Regions from separate parts of the Mus musculus genome. Here region 1 is linked to region 2. The links are chromatin contacts, called in public HiCAR-type maps. All regions are on one chromosome and are shown on one strand. The core of a region is the stretch at or near the end of the contact, and the rest is flanking DNA. Distances in the headings are between cores, read along the strand shown. Region 1 overlaps Agap1 (ArfGAP with GTPase domain, ankyrin repeat and PH domain 1). Region 2 has its middle 34 kb from the start of Arl4c.

Evidence for each region. HiCAR-type assays count read pairs that join an accessible place to other places.
Region 1: a contact with region 2 is called in a HiCAR-type map of astrocytes, with 5 times the contacts expected there. The contact joins two enhancer-like sites. A contact is called at or near these places in 2 of 115 datasets of contacts at active chromatin or transcription factors (astrocytes and bone marrow-derived dendritic cells).

The regions. Positions count from the first base shown.
Region 1 is chr1:89,508,763-89,511,857 of GRCm38.p6, forward strand. The region is part of intron 1 of Agap1 (ArfGAP with GTPase domain, ankyrin repeat and PH domain 1); the gene reads left to right. Among named protein-coding and RNA genes, the nearest start is that of Agap1, 55 kb to the left of the region's middle. Within about 2 kb of position 1,474, at least 42 of the 459 cell types and tissues checked have an H3K27ac peak or open chromatin away from gene starts, as enhancers often do. A contact at or near this core is called in astrocytes, where this site is marked.
Region 2 is chr1:88,667,118-88,670,147 of GRCm38.p6, forward strand. No RefSeq gene overlaps it. Among named protein-coding and RNA genes, the nearest start is that of Arl4c, 34 kb to the right of the region's middle. Within about 2 kb of position 1,419, at least 56 of the 459 cell types and tissues checked have an H3K27ac peak or open chromatin away from gene starts, as enhancers often do. A contact at or near this core is called in astrocytes, where this site is marked.

The DNA of each region.
Region 1 (3,095 bases), core at 224-2,723, 840 kb after region 2:
TAAACTCTATCCCTTTCAAAGTGTACTGCCTGGGCCTGGAGAGAGGGCTTCACAGTTAAGAGTGTATACTGTTCTTACAGAGGACCTGAGTTCAGTTCCCAGCAGCCATGCTGGACAGCTTACAGCCTTCTGAAACAACAGTGGCCTCTAGGATCCGCTGTCCTCTCCTAGCCTCTCTGGGCACTGCACTCAAGTGCATCCCCCAATTAAAAATAAAAATTTTAAATGTTGAAGTCAAAGCTTGTATTTGCATAACCATGAGTACTACCTAATTCTGGCTTGTTTGTTTGTTTATTTGGTGTCACCTCCAAGTAACTTATACCCCTTAGTGGCCGCTCTCAGATTCTTTTTTTTTTCCTCCCAGCCTTGGCAACATTTAATTTCTGTGGATTTACTTATTCCATATAAATGGAAACATGCAATATTTATTTATTTATTTATTTACATACATCCAATGCTTCCTCATGTCTTAGCATGGGTCAGATTTTCTTCTTAAAGATAGGGTGGAACACGCTCATTGTGTTTTTGTATCTCCTTTTGCTGTGGGTAGGCACTGGATTGCTTCTGCCTTTTGGCTAGTCGTTTCCTCCAGCAGATTTTGAGAGCTCTAGTTTCTCCACACCCTTGCACACTGTTGTGACTCTCTCATTGCAGCTGCTCTGGTTGGTGAGAAGGGTTGTCTTACTGTGGTTTTGATCTGCATTTCCAGTACTAATAGAGTTGAACAGTTTTCCTGTGATTTTCATCTGTTTGTGTATATTCTTAGGAGAAGAGCCTTTTCAGGTTTTTGTCCATGTTTAAATTGGGCTGTGTGTTTCTTGTTGAGCTGTAAGTGTTCCTCATGTATTCCGGGTGGGTATTCATCGATTCTCCGGCTGGGATCACTCATTTTGTGGTTTGTGTTTTTATGTCTTGGGGAGTGTTCTTGGATGCACTAAACTTTTTGATTTTAAGGGAATTTAGTGCAATGGTTTATCTCATGCCAACTTGATAGGGTATAGAAGCACCCTGGAGACCAGCCTCTGGCTATAACTGTCAGGCAATCTTGCTGAGTTTGAGGTGGGATTGTCCTTAGTGCCACTGTGGATGGCATGACTCATTCCCTAGGCTGGGATCATGGACTGTATCTGGAGGAGAACGTGAGCTGAGCAGCCAGCATTCCTCAGTCTGTTTCTGACCTGTGGATGGGAAGTGAGCAGCTGCTTGAGGCTAGCACTGCTCTGACTTCCCCACCCTGACACTTTCTGACACTGTGAGCCAGAAAGACAGTGTTTCTCATTGGCCTGCAACTCACTAAGTTGGCTCTGGGGATCCACCTGTCTCCCCAGCAGTGCGACTACAAATGGGCACCACCACACCCAGCTTTTAATAGGAGTGCACAGTCCTGCAGTTGGCAGCTGTGTGTACAAGTGACAGACACCCTTTATCTCCTACTTCCTGCCTGAGCTGGAGGTCTCTTGTCTCAGGTGCCTTACGTATCCTAGGCAGCCTGTGACTAGCTAGTGTTCGGCCGCTCGCTCAGCAGCTTCTCGGGTGAGGACGTAGGGAGGCTTAAACAACAAACTCAGTGTTTGGAACAAGTGTCTGTGAACTTTAATGAAGGCCCATTAAGGACCATTTTTTGGATTAGAATTCTAATTGACCTAGCATTTAAGGCAGAAGCAAAGGCCTTTGATTTAAAAGCTGCTGATGGATTTGAGCTGAACCCTGTTTGCAGAGGAAGGCTGCTGGCTTCCATTCTGGCTGGAATGTGACTTCTTTCAGCCTCCCAAGTTGGGCTTTTGTCCTATTTTACAAGATGTAGGCTTTTAATTTTAACTTAACTCTCTGGGTCTTCGGTGAATGAGCTTGGGATTTTTATCCAAAGCAAACTAGCTAATACCTCAGCCTTGCCGAAATGAACAAAAATGCTAATCTTCATAAATGTATTTGAGCTTAGAGATTTGGGTAAGTATGCATTAAAACTGTGCCTGTGGAGGATCATCTCAGGTGGCTGTCGTAAAGGGATCAGCGGTTAATGAACTTTTACACCCGTTCACCGTGATTGAAAGCTATTCTCTTGTATTCGTCTGTTACACGAAGTGTAATTGAAACTGTTCCTCTATTTTCTCATGCCCATAATAAGCGAGCTGTGTAGTCAAATCAGAACGTATTATGACTGTAATCAAGTGATTACAGTGTATGGGGATTCTTCTCACTGCTGTGGGTGGTAGCTGGATGGGATGCAGGGCTTCCATTGTTAAGAGTCTGTTTCCTGCAGACTGTCCCCAGAGGGAGGGAGGGAGGGAGGGAGGGGGGGAGGGAGGGAGGGAGGGAGGGAGAGAGAGAGAGAGAGAGAGAGAGAGAGAGAGAGAGAGAGAGAGAGATTCTTGAGTAGTGAAGATGGCACATATCCTTGAATGGGATGTGTTGTAGGATGTGTTTTGTTTTTCTTCCCCTTCAAGTCTGTTGTTACCCTCCTGCTCTTCAAGTCTTCTTCAAGAGCTAGGCCAGTGCAGCCAGTCTTCACCCCGTGGTCCTTAAAGTGCTACTACTCTGTGTGGGCCCCTCCACTGCCCGCCTGTGCAGTGGGCCCTGTGCTTGCTTGCTTGCTTGCTTGCTTACTCTCTGACACCGCTGTAGCTTGCCCTTAGGTCTGTGTTGCTCCCATACCCTCAGCAGTTTTTGTTCTGCGCCTCTTCTATTCATGTCTCTTTATTTACCTCAGCCTCCTGTCACAAGCTTCTCACACCACTTCTGGAAAGGTCTTTGGCTTCTCTGTTTCGGCCCTGACTGGGTGAATGCTAGGACACTTTGGTCCCTTCTGGTTTTCCAACCTGGCCTTATAGCTTTATGACCTTTTCCATTAAGGTTTGTAGCCCAGGGAATCTTTGCTCTTAATACAGGGCATCTTGTTCTTTGAGCAGGAGAAGTTTGGATTCTGAGTAACTTCTTGATTCATTGTCATGACCTTTCTGGGCTTTCTTTGTAAGCACCTGAAGAGAGAGGAGAGGGTTGAGGGGAAGGAGGCAGGCAGACAGACACATAGATTGACTGACTGAGCCCATCTTTGCACTTTGAGTCTTCTGTGTTGGGTGCTGGGACCATAGCGTAAT
Region 2 (3,030 bases), core at 169-2,668:
TTGGGTATAGTATAGAATAGTGTTTATTTAGGGCATGGGAAGGGGAGTTGGGAAGGGAGTAGAGGCAGAGAAATATGCATGCACATGGGGGGAGGTGGGGAAGAAGAAGAGGAAGAGGAGGGGGAGCCTCTAGAGGAAGGGCAGCCTGGACTGGAAAGTTGAGGGTTGGGGGCAGGGTATGCCAGATAGAGACTGAGGGATGCTGGGAGAACCTGGAGGCCAGGTCTGTTTTGGTGTGTAAAATATGCACCGCAGTCCCTTGTCTGGGGACATGTTTTAAACACCCTTCCCCAACTATCTCATTTCTGGCTCTCATAAACCATCCATCTCCACAGGAATGCTGCAGTGAAGTGTGTGTATGTATGTGTGTGTGTATATGTGTGTGTGTTGTTACTCCAGCTGTGCATAGGAGAGGGTGGACATTCAGGAGACCAAGAGTCTTCAAACCCCAGGAGCTAATGGCATTGCTGTTTTTCAGTCTTTGGTTAAGAGTTGATAATGAGCTAGTATTTTGTTTCAAGATGTAGTTTTAATTTTTGTGTGTATGTGTGTGTGTGCGTGTATATATGCATGCATATGTGTCTAAGTGACAGATGGTTGTGATCTGCCAAGTGGGAAACACACCTAGGTCCTCTGGGAGAGGAACTTGATTCATCTGAACCACTGTACCATCTCTCCAGCCCCCTTGGCTTAATGTTGTTTTCTTCTTCAAATGGATACAAGGAACGGTCTTTTCTCTTTCCTCCAGCAACTGGGTGAGCTACTTTTTCCTTCTTTTTTGTTTCTCTCTGTCCTCTATATCTCTGTCTGTTTCTGTCTCTCTCTGACTCTGTCTGTGTGTGTGTGTGTGTGTGTGTGTGTCTCTGTCTCTCCTGCGCATCCCTGTGCATCTGGAACTCACTTTGTAGACCAGGTTAGCCTTGAATTCAGAAATCTGCCTACCTCAGCCACTCAAGTGCTAGGATTAAAGGTATGAATCACCATGCCCAGCGTGTGTGTGTGTGTGTGTGTGTGTGTGTGTGTGTACTTTTTATTTCATTATAAAGCACTGAGGCTTATCCCATTGGAGCCAGTTAAGAACTTGACTTCCCTTGGTGCAGGCTCTGTCCCTCCAAAATATGCCCCAAGATCAGCAGATTCAAAGTCCCGTGTGCTTGTATCTTGCTGTGTTTTTTTGATGACTTTAGTTTCCAAAGCAAATACTGCTAAAACCAACTGCACATGGGACACAGGAAAGCAGCCATCACTTCTGTTGGTTCCAGTGACTACTGTGCTGAGTTTAAGCCTTTCTCCCACCTCTCTGCACAAAAACTTTCAAGATTCCTTTTGAACCAGGGCTCATTTGGGTTGTCCACTCTGCTGAGGGGGATTAGTGTGGGGCAGAGCCCCTGGTGAGCTTTTTATGCTCTATTCAAATGACACAAAGCCCCTGGCATTCACTCCTTCCCCCAGAGTCTGAACCCGAAAGTCTTCGTTGAGTGGTCAGCTCTGGGCATTCTCAGTGGGCAGCTGACTCACCGGTGCCTGGAGCTTCAGAGCAGGGGAGGTGGGGCTGCTGTGAACGGCAGAGCTCGGAAAGTGAGAGGTTGACTTCCGGTCTCACAGACCTTATAGAGTAGCTATCACGAGTATATTAGGGTAATATTTTTGATTGATCGCCACTGGATCGTGACTTCATCTTTGCACATTTGCTTATGGGTCCATCATCATCTGGCCAGTTCCACAGGGTACACACCACTTTCGAGACAGCAGAATTTCCCCTAAGTCCCTGGAGGAGTGCTGGTCCCAATAGATTCTTCCAGGGGCAACTGGAGTCTAGGGTCCAGCTGGAAAAGCCCTATCTGCATTCCACCGGGGATTTGCAAAGGCCCCTGAACTCTGCCATAAACAAAGGCCTCTAACTCTGTTGATATGCTAATAGAGCACTTCAAAAACAGCCTGACCACAGGACTCCTAGCCTTCCTCCTCTTTGAATGCAATCCTAATACCAATTAACATCCCAGGAAAACACTGTTTAGCGGCCTCTGCTGAGCTCAAGATTTACGCTTGAATAGCCGCTCGGAAACAGGAGCCCCCAAAGGCAAAATGGGGAAAGTGTGGGACTTTACGTGAAGGAAACCTGCTTGTACCCCATAAGACTAGATTAGGTTGGGAATGAAACCTGCACCTGTGCCTGAAGGACAGGACACTCCCGCCTGGCTCTGTCAGCTTCCCCCGGACTCTGCAGGTGGCATGTCCACACCCTCCTTTCCATGCGGCCTACAGACCGAGCAATGAGCTCTAAATAAAGAGCTCTCATGACAGCTTTCCAAGCAGCAGTGCCCATGGCTAACTAGGGCCTCTTCTCTTGGGTCTGCCTCTGTCTAGCTTTCCTTGCCTCCTTGATTTCAGTTTCCCACATACATGGCTAAAACATGGAACTTACACATGGTGGATCAGGTGCAGTAGACTGCGTATTCTCCAAATGTAATGCCATCTGCAAGCCCTAGTGGAATCTAACTACCCCCAAAGACTGCTTACAGGATAATCAACAACCAGGTGGTAATCCCGGTGGCCCCTGTAGGGGGTCACCCTGCTGAGGCTTGTATGCACATAAGAGAGGCTGAAATCTTTGACAGGGCCTATACGGTGTTCTTTGCCTAGTTTTGTCTGGGTTTCCCTGCAGGGTTCTACATCATTGCTGGGATCCATTCAAGATTCTAGATCAGGAGCACAGAAGGAAGGATTTTAGGACCCTCCTCCTGGGCAGCCCCTTTCTCCAGGTGCAGGGCCAGGCTAGGGTTTGTGGGAGTAACTCAGAGCTATATTGACTTCTGACCTCTACTCAACATCCAGATACAGATGGAGAAACTTATCTGAAACTTACCAGCCTCCAAATCAGGCTGTTGGCATTTCATCTAGGCTCCACCCCACAGTTACCAGGCAACAGCCAGGTGTGCCTGACTAGTTATAAAAGGGGCTGCTTGCCTCCTAGTCACTCTCTCCTCTTCTCTTCTCCTCTTGCTCCCTTACCCTTTTCCCCCTCTCTCC